Regions from separate parts of the Mus musculus genome. Here region 2 is linked to region 1. A link is a contact called in public Hi-C data. All regions are on one chromosome and are shown on one strand. The core of a region is the stretch at or near the end of the contact, and the rest is flanking DNA. Distances in the headings are between cores, read along the strand shown.

What was found. A called contact is a pair of places that touch in the nucleus more often than the background predicts.
Region 2: a contact with region 1 is called in a Hi-C map of muscle stem cells, with 2.5 times the contacts expected there. The contact joins two enhancer-like sites. A contact is called at or near these places in 4 of 39 promoter capture datasets (the 3T3-L1 cell line, 3T3-L1-derived adipocytes, frontonasal cranial neural crest and 1 more), 1 of 15 datasets of contacts at CTCF or cohesin (the NIH/3T3 cell line) and 5 of 484 Hi-C or Micro-C datasets (embryonic fibroblasts, muscle stem cells, nephron progenitors and 1 more).

The regions. Positions count from the first base shown.
Region 1 is chr9:49,811,764-49,818,147 of GRCm38.p6, reverse strand. No RefSeq gene overlaps it. Among named protein-coding and RNA genes, the nearest start is that of Gm25633, 11 kb to the left of the region's middle. Within about 2 kb of position 3,812, at least 11 of the 459 cell types and tissues checked have an H3K27ac peak or open chromatin away from gene starts, as enhancers often do. A contact at or near this core is called in muscle stem cells, where this site is marked.
Region 2 is chr9:50,003,421-50,009,804 of GRCm38.p6, reverse strand. No RefSeq gene overlaps it. Among named protein-coding and RNA genes, the nearest start is that of Gm25633, 180 kb to the right of the region's middle. Within about 2 kb of position 3,839, at least 71 of the 459 cell types and tissues checked have an H3K27ac peak or open chromatin away from gene starts, as enhancers often do. A contact at or near this core is called in muscle stem cells, where this site is marked.

The sequences.
Region 1 (6,384 bases), core at 2,563-5,062:
CTTCAGCGGATACTTGCCCAGCATCCACAGCTCTTTTTTATTCCATGTATTGCACTCAGAACTACATTTATTACCTAACTTTCATAAGGAGAAATGTGACATTCATTCTGTATGAATGAAGCTTCATGTTCTCCTGACCTGGAAGCACACATAAGGGAAAGACTAATTTTATTGCCCTGATTTCAATATTGACTCACCTCAGGGAAGGATTTGACAGCCAGTCCTCTAGAGCACAGTCACATCTAAGACAGACACATCTTGGTTTTATTGACTATTGGATAGCTAGCACTGGGACTTGAGAATGAATATATAGTAGGTGACCAATACGCACATTTAGATGGCTGATTAGTATAATATAAATATATATATATTGTATATAATATAGTGTATAGTTTAAAGTATATAGTATATAGTACAAAGTACAGAGTTCATAGTACATAGTATATGGTATAAAGTACATAGTACATAGTATATAGTATAAAGTACATAGTACATAGTACATAGTACATAGTACATAGTATATAGTATATAGTATAGAAGAAGTACCAGACTCAGTCTGCTTTCCAGCTGTGTCAAATGTCTCATCTACAGAATGAAGATAGTGGATCTCACATCTTCTGGAACCACCAATGCCGGGAAGCATTGGCTACCTAGAGAACAGCCCATCCCTCTTGAAGGATGATATTTTCAAGTTTTTTGTTGCGGTTGTTGTTTTGTTTTGTTTTGTTTTGTTTTACCTAAAACCACAGCTATCACCCATCTTCTTTGTTCATTCGTGTTCCTCTTAGTAGTATGGAAGCTATCTTTTCCTTCACATTGCTTCAAATAGTGGGACACCATAGTGGGTCCCACGATAGTGGGATCTCACAGTTTCCCACAGATCCTAGTGACACGAATCTCAAGACAAATGGCTGGAGAGTGTAACACATACGATCAGGAAGCTCCCTTTTCTTCTGGAACACTTGATTTCTAGGACACAATTCAGACCTATCAGTTTTAAAGATTGCATGATACTAATAGAGTAATTAGCATTCATTAGAGTGTGGGAGGTTACTGGACCTTAGGGGGGAAAGACTCTCCATTTAAATTTGGCCTGACACAGGGTTGAAAGAACTGGGATTCTCAAGGAATTATATGCTAATTTTTGATCAGGTAAAGACCTTGGAATTGAAATGTTAATTAATTAGTCATACAACTCTTTTTAATTTGACTATGGGCTCCGCCATCTCTTAACTTCCCTGTACCGTATTAAAGCTTTATTACCGAACCCTGGGATTTATTGAGTGCCCGTGCCTTGCAAATGTTATCACACTTAATCCTTATAACAAACCCATGAAGAAGGTCCAATTAGTATGCTGACTCACATAACAGGAAACTTAGGATCAGTGAGCAAGGGTAACCTTTTCAAGGTCACCAGGCAGAGTGTCAAGACCTACTTAGATCCTCTGACACGGAACTGCTTTTAATCTCTGGCTATGTCCATAGAGACACACATTCCCGCAGGAAGAAAAGCAGTCTAGATGCAGTTCGCTGGCGCACCGTTCATGCTATCTACCCCCGCCCCCCGGTTGGTGCTCAATATGTTGAATGGCTCGAACATTCCTGCTGGGGTATTGGCCATGGGTCAAAGCTGGATCCATCATAGCTCAGTACATTAGAGCTCAGGTTTCACATCTGTGAAGTGAGGGGGACGGGCTGAATCATCTCTAAGTTTCCTCTTAGACTTAAAGAACTATGTTGCTTGTCTGAAAGGAGGATGAATCAGAGTTTAGCAGCCACAGACTAGCAATATGAGCCGATACAACATTCCTTTGTACAGAATGTTCCCTCTGCTCAAAATACCCTCTCCCCACTTGTTCACTTGGCAAATGCCCAATGAGCAGCCCAGCTGGCCTCTGAGACTCTGTCCTTGACCTCTCCATCAATGCACATTCCATCCCCAAACACACACACGCACAGTGATTTCCTTCTTAGGCCCTCCTGGGTATGCAGTGCATTACTGTGATTATTTGATTATGGGCTGTCTTTCCATCCTCACACCCTGGACTCCAAGCTCCATGAAGACAAAAACTGCACACTATTTTCTCTTCAGGCTCTACCTTCCAGCCTGGCCCACAAAACAAATATTCAATAAATGCCCTTTTCAGGAACTGAATGAATGAGCAGGGCATGTGTGGAGGAGCAGGAGGGGACAATTTGACCTTAATGGAGAATCTAAGCCAGAACACAGTGAGAAATTAGCGGTAGTTTGATGGGAAGAGAATGAAGCACAGAAAAGTGTATTGAGACCCAGTACCCCAGGCAGTGCGGGGTCCTTGTTCCATTCTGAGGTGGGAGGGGTGACAGGAAGAAGAAAAAACATGAAAAAAGATCAGTGCAAACCTCCTCCTCAGCTTAAAAAAGAAGTGATCGTAAATGAACCTGATGTTTTTCTTCACAGACCGTTAATTCATCCACAGCTCAACACTATAGGCTACACTCAACTGCAGCAAACAGCAGAACATCGCCACGAATCTCAACTCCCACGAGACCTTGCAGGATTGCAAGATATTGCAGGCATACCTGAGCTATATGAAGACATAAATTTACAAAACCAAAATGAACAATATTTAATAAATTACCAATAGTGCAAACACTTAACTAGAAAAAGTTCTATCTACTATCTATCTATCTATCTATCTACTATCTATATATCTATCATCTATCTTTCTATCATCTATCATTCATTTATCATCTACTATTTGTCTTTCTATCTATTATCTATCTATCATTTATCATCTATCTACTATTTATCTTTCTATCTATTATCTATCTATCTACTATCTATCTACCTATCATCTATCTTTCTATCTATCATCTATCATTCATCTATCATCTACTATTTGTCTTTCTATTATCTATCTACCATTTATCATCTATCTACTATTTATCTTTCTATCTATTATCTATCTATCTATCTATCTATCTATCTATCTATCTATCTATCTATCTATCTATCTACCTACTTCGTATACACACTCACAGTCCTGAGAAGTTCTTGGACACCATCTTGCTATTACATTGTGTTTGCATTCATTTCAATTATTCACTTGCACAAAGGCCAAAAGCCATGCTCAGATCTAAGGGGGAAAAAAAGCCTGATTATTTTAGCTTAATAAAATGTAATAAAGATTAAAAGTCTTTGGTATTTGTTTGTATTTGGAATATAGAACACACATGTTTATTTATAACACATGCATCTTTTGAGCCTTCTGAAATGTAAGATAACACTAAAATACGTGCATTGCAATGGGATATGTGAATGACTAAAATAGATGGGAGCTCAAACAATGCATTCCATTTCCCGCCAGACAACCCCATGCCTCATGTAAACAGCTGAACAGGTGACATTTCCTTTGGAAGTCAAGCAAGCCTCTTCATTTTGTGCATTTTGGAGAAACCAGACCTGGGAAACAGTCCAGTCTCAGTTATTGATGAAGAGGGCATGGCTATGTTTACCCAAGTGATTGGCCCTTTTACCAAGTGGTTGCATCATTTTGAAATCTTGGACTCTATACTTCATGGGCAGTTTTAGAGTGCAGAATATTCTTCCTTAGGCGGAGAAGGTCAGAATATGTGTGTGTGATGTGTGTGTGTGTGTGTGTATGTGTGTGTGTGTGTGTGTGTGTGTGTGTGTGTGTGTGTTTCAAGGTGGAGGGTGGAGGGGAGGGCCTCAGAGAACTTGTCACTGGTGTTTGGTAACTGCTTTGGGGTAATTAGGCTTGTCCGTGACTAAGTGTGATCCACTAGACAACAATGTGAGAAATTGCCTTCAGTGTGGAACGAGCTTGTTTGGATCACCCATGACTCAACGTTTATGAGGGAAGGTGAGGTGTTGTCGTGAGTCTAGATTCTTTCAAGAATTTTCAGGGTAGAGCAACTCAGCTGATGACTTACTGCTGTCTGTGTGGGGGACAGTGCTGTTCTCCAAGTTTGGCTTTCTTCTGCATAGTTATCGTTTTTTTTAAGTTTCTAGCTGATTGCTAAGGTATCTTTTCCGAAAGATGTTAAAATCAACCTCAGTCTCTAATGTTCCCATTATACCAAAAGTCATGGCAGGAGGAGAAGGCTATTTTCTTCCATATACTTAGAAGCCTTGCTATAATACACATTTTAGCCAGAGATGGGCTATTACGTAATAGGTCTTCAAACTAAGTCCTGGGTGTTAAAACTCTGCAAGATTTCATGCTCTTACGATACTTGTAAATCTGTCGGTGAGCTTGAGTCACATCACAAAGATCCATCCATTCTTCACTGACACTCATGTATATTTTAGAGATAACTTATCTTCATCCTGATTTTGATCTTCCGTGGGTAATGGCTCCCAACTCTCTAGATTTATGTTCATCTGCCACTGGTCCCTTTGAAGACTCTTAATCTCTCTCCCCTAGCTGTGAGTATAGAGTAGTGAGAAAGACTACAGACTTTGGGACCTATGGCAGGCATGGTTGTTCATTAAATAGTCCTGATTTTCCTACTGAACACAATGCTTTCCTACCTCCCTACTCCCTTGAAGGTAGGGATGTTGATATGTTTTTTTCAATCTAGGAAATGCAAGTGTAAGTGTTAGGTAGGTTGTTTAAAGGCACACCAGTGATTTTCTTTATCATGTCCCATAAAACCAGAGACACTGAAACTTATAGAGGAGAAAGTGGGGAAAAGCCTTGAAGATATGGGCACAGGGGAAAAATTCCTGAATAGAACAGCAATGGCTTGTGCTGTAAGATCGAGAATTGACAAATGGGGCCTCATGAAACTCCAAAGCTTCTGCAAGGCAAAAGACACCGTCAATAAGACAAAAAGACCACCAACAGATTGGGAAAGGATCTTTACCTATCCTAAATCAGATAGGGGACTAATATCCAACATATATAAAGAACTCAAGAAGGTGGACTTCAGAAAATCAAATAACCCCATTAAAAAATGGGGCTCAGAACTGAACAAAAGAATTCTCACCTGAGGAATACCGAATGGCAGAGAAGCACCTGAAAAAATGTTCAGCATCCTTAATCATCAGGGAAATGCAAATCAAAACAACCCTGAGATTCCACCTCACACCAGTCAGAATGGCTAAGATCAAAAATTCAGGTGACAGCAGATGCTGGTGAGGATGTGGAGAAAGAGGAACACTCCTCCATTGTTGGTGGGATTGCAGGCTTGTACAACCACTCTAGAAATCAGTCTGGCAGTTCCTCAGAAAATTGGACATAGTACTACCGGAGGATCCAGCAATACCTCGTCTGGGCATATATCCAGAAGATGCCCCAACCGGTAAGAAGGACACATGCTCCACTATGTTCATAGCAGCCTTATTTATAATAGCCAGAAGCTGGAAAGAACCCAGATGCCCCTCAACAGAGGAATGGATACAGAAAACGTGGTACATTTACACAATGGAGTACTACTCAGCTATTAAAAAGAATGAATTTATGAAATTCCTAGCCAAATGGATGGACCTGGAGGGCATCATCCTGAGTGAGGTAACACATTCACAAAGGAACTCACACAATGTGTACTCACTGATAAGTGGATATTAGCCCAAAACCTAGGATACCCAAGATGTAAGATACAATTTGCTAAACACATGAAACTCAAGAAGAATGAAGACTGAAGTGTGGACACTATGCCCCTCCTTAGAATTGGGAACAAAACACCCATGGAAGGAGTTACAGAGACAATGTTTGGAGCTGAGACAAAGGATGGACCATCTAGAGACTGCCATATCCAGGGATCCACCCCATAATCAGCTTCCAAACGCTGACACCATTGCATACACTAGCAAGATTTTATCGAAAGGACCCAGATGTAGCTGTCTCTTGTGAGACTATGCCGGGGCCTAGCAAACACAGACTTGGATGCTCATAGTCAGCTATTGGATGGATCACAGGGCCCCCAATGGAGGAGCTAGAGAAAGTGTCTAAGGAGCTAAAGAGATTTGCAACCCTATAGGTGGAACAACATTATGAACTAACCAGTACCCTGGAGCTCTTGACTCTAGCTGCATATGTATCAAAAGACGGCCTAGTCGGCCATCACTGGAAAGAGAGGCCCATTGGACATGCAAACTGTATATGCCCCAGTACAGGGGAACGCCAGGGCCAAAAAAATGGGAATGGGTGGGTAGGGAAGTGGGGGGGGGAGGGTATGGGGGACTTTTGGGATAGCATTGGAAATGTAATTGAGGAAAATATGTAATAAAAAATATTTTTAAAAAAGGAAGGCATGGAGATACCCTGGGTGTCATAGTCAGCCCAAGTCAGAACTTTGAACTACATGAAGTAATTAGACCTATCACTTGTCTCCTCCCCTTCCCTCTCTTCTCCTCTCTTCTCTTTTTTCCCCACT
Region 2 (6,384 bases), core at 2,590-5,089, 190 kb before region 1:
AGTAATGAGCTCTACAGTATGAAGAAGTATAGAGGTCCTGATATGATGGCCATATGTGAGCTGTCTAAATCAAGATAGTTAGGAAAATGAAAGGGGACATTATTAATGATTATATCAGGACAGCAGGTACCAGATATAGCCATTTTTAACAAATTGGAATACCTGGTCACCCTAGTTGTGAAAATAAACAGGAACTTAAAAAAATTTTTTTTGTTGTTTTTTTCGAAGAGAAGGTTGAGAGAAAACTTCCTGGAAGAGAGAAGCAACGAGCTTGCTTGCAATAACTTTCCTACGGTGAAGATTCCCAGGATCCATAGAGATAATTGTGTGAATATGAGATTCAGAATCTAACTTTATTCATCCCATCCACTGGGCAGGATAATTGCCAGTTGACTTTAGTCTATGGGACCCCACCCCTTTTACTGCTCAATACCACCACCGTGCCCATGCGAAACAATCCCTCAACCAGCTTTCCCAACCCCCACACTTCAGGAAGTAAAGCCCTTTTCAGAAAGTAGCAGGCCTAAGCTCCCATTGTACGACCAGGACGCCCTCCAGGAGATTCAGGATTGTCCCATTTCTCCAGAAGCAGGAGCGGTCAGAACAAGGCCTCTTTCCAGGCTCCAGACAATGCCAATTCATCTACCTGTTCTATGACAGTTTTTGCTCCTGGTTGAATCAATACTTTCCAGTAGGATGTTTTTCTTCTAAAGTCACGTCTCACATCTCCCCTTCTACTGTTTTCTTGTCTAACTCCTGTGTCCCCAAGGTATGTCACAGCTGTTTTCTCACAGTTGTTATAGCCCTCGTCACTCATGTTCTGACACATAGCTACAACAGCATTCTCAAGTTCCCACACCTTATTCACAAGAAGACATCCTCAGTTGAAGCAAGAAAAAAAGAAAAACAATATATGGCTGGGAGGTAGTGAGAAAGGGTCCCTTCACTGTGAGGTACTGCCAGGCTTTAAATAATATTTTGATCAAGTATTCAGTCAAGAATCCATAGCCTACAGTGGTGCCCCCAGCTACAAGGCAAGGAAGAACTGGAATGAGCATCCTCTCAGACGCTACAACGGGGCAGATCCAGTGGGGAAGCCAGTAGACAATTGTGATGAGAAGATGCATGCAAAAGGCAAGCTCTCACTTTGACTGTTAAGTTGGCCAGCGTGCCTCCTCTGCTAAATCTCTTTCACAGGGGGAAGACCAAAAGGCTGCTGAGAACACCGGGGTAAAAGGCCGAAGTGAGCAACCCCAACCGCCTTGTTCAATCCGAACAAAATCTCTATGTGTTTGCATAGTCAACCTTACTTTGTTGGTTGGTAGAAGTTCAGTATATTTTTGTGATAACTTTGCTCACTCGACTGCAATGTAAGAATTTTAAATGAACAGCCATGTATTTGTGGTGTGCAATTTGCTTTCTAATCCAAGCAATTCAGGCAGGGGACAGATTTATGTTAGAGTGGAGCTAGGATGGGAGGGGAAGGGAAGCTGACTCAAAGGAGGTAAAGAGAGCAGCTGTGGAGGAAGGGCTTTTGATAAGTCCTTGAATTTATCATCCAACTCAGAAGGTAGACAGTATTCTAACCCATGCCTTAGAGCTCAGAAAATACCCTCCCATTACCAATGAAGACAGCCTGTTGTCTGTCTGCCTATTTTTTCTTCCCTCATGACCTCTCTTTCTTGACAAGATGAGGCTTAATATTGCTGTGTGATGTTTTTATTTGAAAGTTCTTTATAATAAAGTTTTCATTTTAAAAATAAAAATACCTTTTGTCTTTAAGAAATAAAAATAAGGTCTCTCCCTGTAGCCCAGGCTAGCCTAGAGCTCACTATATAACACAAGCTGGCCTCAAAGTTATATCAATGCTCTCTCCTCAGCTTCCTGAGTGCTGGAATGACAGGCACGAACCACTACACTGGTCTCCAATAAAAACATTCTAAGCAAAGGGAATGTCACATAGCCTTTTCCATTTGGAACTGTCAATTATGAGGAGCCCCTGGTGTGGTGTGTCAGCTTCGCGCTGACAATCAGGAGGGAAAATGGAAGGTGCAGGAGGAGAGGGGTGTGATGGATGGATCCTTTTTGGTATGTGCAGCTATGTTATACACCCCTGATGTGAGCAGCTGCAGGCGATGATGGCAAAGCTGCACTGTCTGCTCTCATTCCTGAGTCTACATTCCGCCTTCCTGGTGGGGCCAGATCAGGGTTCGACAGACCCACAATCAGAATCAGGTAAAAGAAAAGAGCTCTTGACAGAGGACCGCCCTGATCTCTTCTTCTCCACCCACCACCCAACTAGACGTCAGAATATTCTGCATAACTGGCTACATTGCAGCTTGGTGTCTGGGTATAACTCATCCTCAGACATGAGCTTCACTGTTTCCAGCCAGCCCTGCTAGATGTCTAAGGAAAGTGTCACTTACAAATTAAAAAGGAATAAATCCCCCAGTAGATTAAGTCTAGCTCTTACTACACTCACCAAAACTGCCAAGATCCCCAGGAGAAGGAGTCACCTGTACAAACACCCTTCCCACTTTGATGACAAATACATGTGACCTGCCACCCCAGGTTTTGTGTCAAGTCCTCAGATGTTTTTTAAGCCACCATGAAGTAGGTTCAAAATGAAGGACAACTGGCAGCCTCATGGCAGTGACCAGGGTGGGAAGATCTAGATGAGCCTGCACCAGAGGCTGGATGTCCCCAGCAGGCAAAGGGATGGAGTAAGAAGAGGTTGCTGATTTCTGAACCAACATTTGTGACAAACCCTGAGTCAATAGAGTGACTGTGCCCTGAAATAGGAAGGATTTAAAACCATCCTTACTGTTATTTCAGCTTTATTACCCACCCTTGTATTTTCTGCAGAAGGCTTGATGGCTTTAGTTTATGAGAACCTATTAATGTGTGACACATTCCTGGAATCCCATTCTTAATCTCCTTATCTTCTTTACCCCTGTCTCAATTCCCCCTCTCTTCCTTAAACACACACACACACACACACACACACACACACACACACACACACACACCAAATATTCTTCCCATAACATTGGCACAATATAGGCTAATATGGGTCTCTATGAACCCATCTGCTATGCAAATGCATAGCAGACGTGTGTATTGGGGGTTCCCTAGACTTCTTTAGCTATCCACAGCATGTCACAACTAAGGAAAGCTTGGAGATGGTCTAGATGGTTAATCTTTGATAACAGAGGTGACTAAGACCCAAAGTAGTCTATGACCAATCAAAACCAGAGCAAAGACAATTCACCCACATCTTCCAGCTCCAGCAGCAAACCGCCCTCAGATGACATCCTTTGGACCCATTTCTGTGCATGCCTGAGCAAGACCACTATACCTATTGTCACAGGTTTTCTAAGCCAGGGTTCCCTCCTAGGACACGGGGAAGATGAGAATAGTGACACATCAGGTCTCCTAGCCCTGTCTGTGGTTTCATGAGGCCTCACATTCCTGAGAACTGAAATATCAAATGCTGCTATGAACCCCACAACCAGCTGGGGAAAACAAGGCTGAAACCAGGTCTTCACCCCCAGCCCTTCCTTGGTTCTGCCTGCCACTCCAGACTCCTAGCTCCTCAGTCAGCTGAGACCTTCAGCTCTGCTGAGTCTCCACTTTACCCACAGAGCACTGACCCAGAGCTATAGCTCCAGGTCACAGCAGTTGTTGAGAGACAGGGATGTATGAAGTACGTGACCAGGCAGTTCCGCAGGCACAGACACAGAGCTCCAAACCAGCTCTCCCTCCCTTCTGCTTAACATAAATGCAAGCCAGTAGAGGAAAGCCACAGCGAGGTCAGTGCATTCCTGGCTGATACAGAAAGTCTTTGTCCAAGGCTGCCAGGCCACTGCCTGCAGCTGACTCAGGCTGCCAGGCTCAGGCTGCACATTCCCTCTCTGCTGAAAAATAAGCAGGTCAGAATCTCATTCAGCCACGGAAGAGTGAGCATGGTCTAGAAGGTTGGAGACGGTCTAGATGGTTAATCTTCTATAGCGAACAAGCATGAGCCTCTCTCCAAGAAGAAACCCACGAAAGCATATAAACATAGGCATGCACACACAAACATGTATACATAGACACACAGTTATACGTACCCAGAAATGTACATACATATTCAGAGAGACATACACAAGTACAGAGACACATACACACGTGCATACACAGACATACTTTCACACACATATAGGAACATTTACACAAGCACGCAGACATACCACATAAGCACAGACACAGAGTCACAGTGATGCACAGATATATGCACAAACAGACATGCACACACAGAGATACAAAGGTGCACACACACATACAGAGGGAGGGAGGGAGGGAGGGAGGGAGGGAGGGAGGGAGGAGGGGAGGGAAAGAATGTGTTTATGTGAGAAAGAGAGAGGGAGGGGAGGAAGAGGGGGAGGGGGAGGGGGAGGGGGAGGGGGAGGGGGAGGGGGAGGGGGAGGGAGAGGGAGAGGGAGAGGGAGAGGGAGAGGGAGAGGGAGAGGGAGAGGGAGAGGGAGAGGGAGAGGGAGAGGGAGAGGGAGAGGGAGAGGGAGAGGGAGGAGCAAACACTGGAGACTAAGCGTGCCTAGAAACTGCCTAGGATTTTCAAGAATTCTGGCATCCACTACCAGGAACAGAGTCCTAGGACCTTAACATGCCCAGTTTTCCAAACTTTTCATCCCAGTAAAAGAAGAATGTCAAGGCCCACCTGGAGAAACTGCTGTAGACTAGAGTAAAACATGTTGTTAGTATCTGCATCAATAAATCACAAGGCACGCCAGTATTCTTAGTTAGTACATCTTTCCTATATTTAATCAACCTCCCTTTTTCTGTCAATGTCATTCCTATCTAGGAGGTGGTGTCCACCCCAGTTCCCAGTTCAAAAGCGGGGCACCACCTAGAATCATATGACTGACATTGGACATTTAGAGTCCTTTTCCACAAATTTAGGAATGTGGTGAGCCTGTCACACAGCTGGGATCATAGTTTAGGAACTCAGTGTTATGTGGTGTGGACTTCAGAAAAGGAAACCTGCCTGTAGCCGTCAGAGGAAATGCCATTAGAAAGAGAGACATACAGGAAGATATTGCTAGTATCTGCAGATTGCTAGTATCTGCATCAATAAATCACAATGCAACCACTGGATGGGGCCTAGTCCTATCCTTTCCTTTGACTATGAGAACACAAACCTGCAACTTTCAGTGCAGTCCCCAATTCCACTATAATGGTTTGAGTTGGCTTCTAATTATGGCAACCAATTTGCCTCCCTAGAAAATGCTGCCACTACCACAACCATGATTATATATACAGACAACGGCAGATTATGTCTTCGACATCTATATCTCCAAGCTTCGTAAGAATGTGAACTTGTATCTCTTTTGTAAAAAAAAAAAAAACATGATGATGTACTTGATTGGCACCTCAGCCACTGTCATTAGTGTGAGGAATTCTGTCACACAGCAAGGATAGAAACAGCCACCTATAGCTCCTCTCCACCTGAAGTCTGCTCTGACATGAACCCGGCTATGACAGACCACATGCTCCTTTGGAGTGCTGTCATTTGCCTTGGACAAATGATCTGTCTGAGCTTTGGGGCTGTTTAATCAGTGTGACCAGTGTGCACAGCTACATGTAAAGCACCGGCCACAAAGTTCAGTGCTGGGAGGGGGCACCTGTTAGCAGTAAGTTGTCACTCTTTGTGCCTGGTCCCCACCAAATTTCCCATAGGCATTGCCTTAATTCTTTTGATCCCTGGTATTCCCACAAAGAAGAAAAGAGCTCTAAAAAATAGAATATGGACATTTCTTTTTCTATAGCCAATATGAAACAGTCTCTAAATAAGAGGTCCAGTATAGACCTAGCAGCCTTCAGAAGCTCCAACTTGACTCCATCTAAACTATCAACAGCCACCACACATCCTCAGGCTTTGGATCGCTATGTTACTTAGTCAGCACTTTACTAAGTACTGTAGGAAGAGATACACAGAAATCACTGTTAGAAGCAATGATCCCCCCCCCCCACTCTCAAGAGCCTTATGATGAATAGTTTTACAGAGCAACACAATCAGGTCAACCATCTCCATCAAAAGAGGGTGCCAGGAAGACAGCTGGACTGATCACAAGCCAAGTTATAAGCCAAAGTTGCGGGGGGGGGGGGGGAGGAGAAAGAGCTTCAAACCATGACTAGGAAGTGAGATGAGAAAGAAGCAAGAGTTTAGAGCATGTTGCCTTCCTGTGGGTCCGGGGAGTTGCTCAAGGGTGGGTATACTTGTGCAATAAAAGTCTCAAGCCCATGAGGACACAGGCAGTAGAGGTTCTCCAGCCAGCTAAGGAGGGTTGGGGCCATTGGCACAGGAATATTCTAATGTAGGAGTCT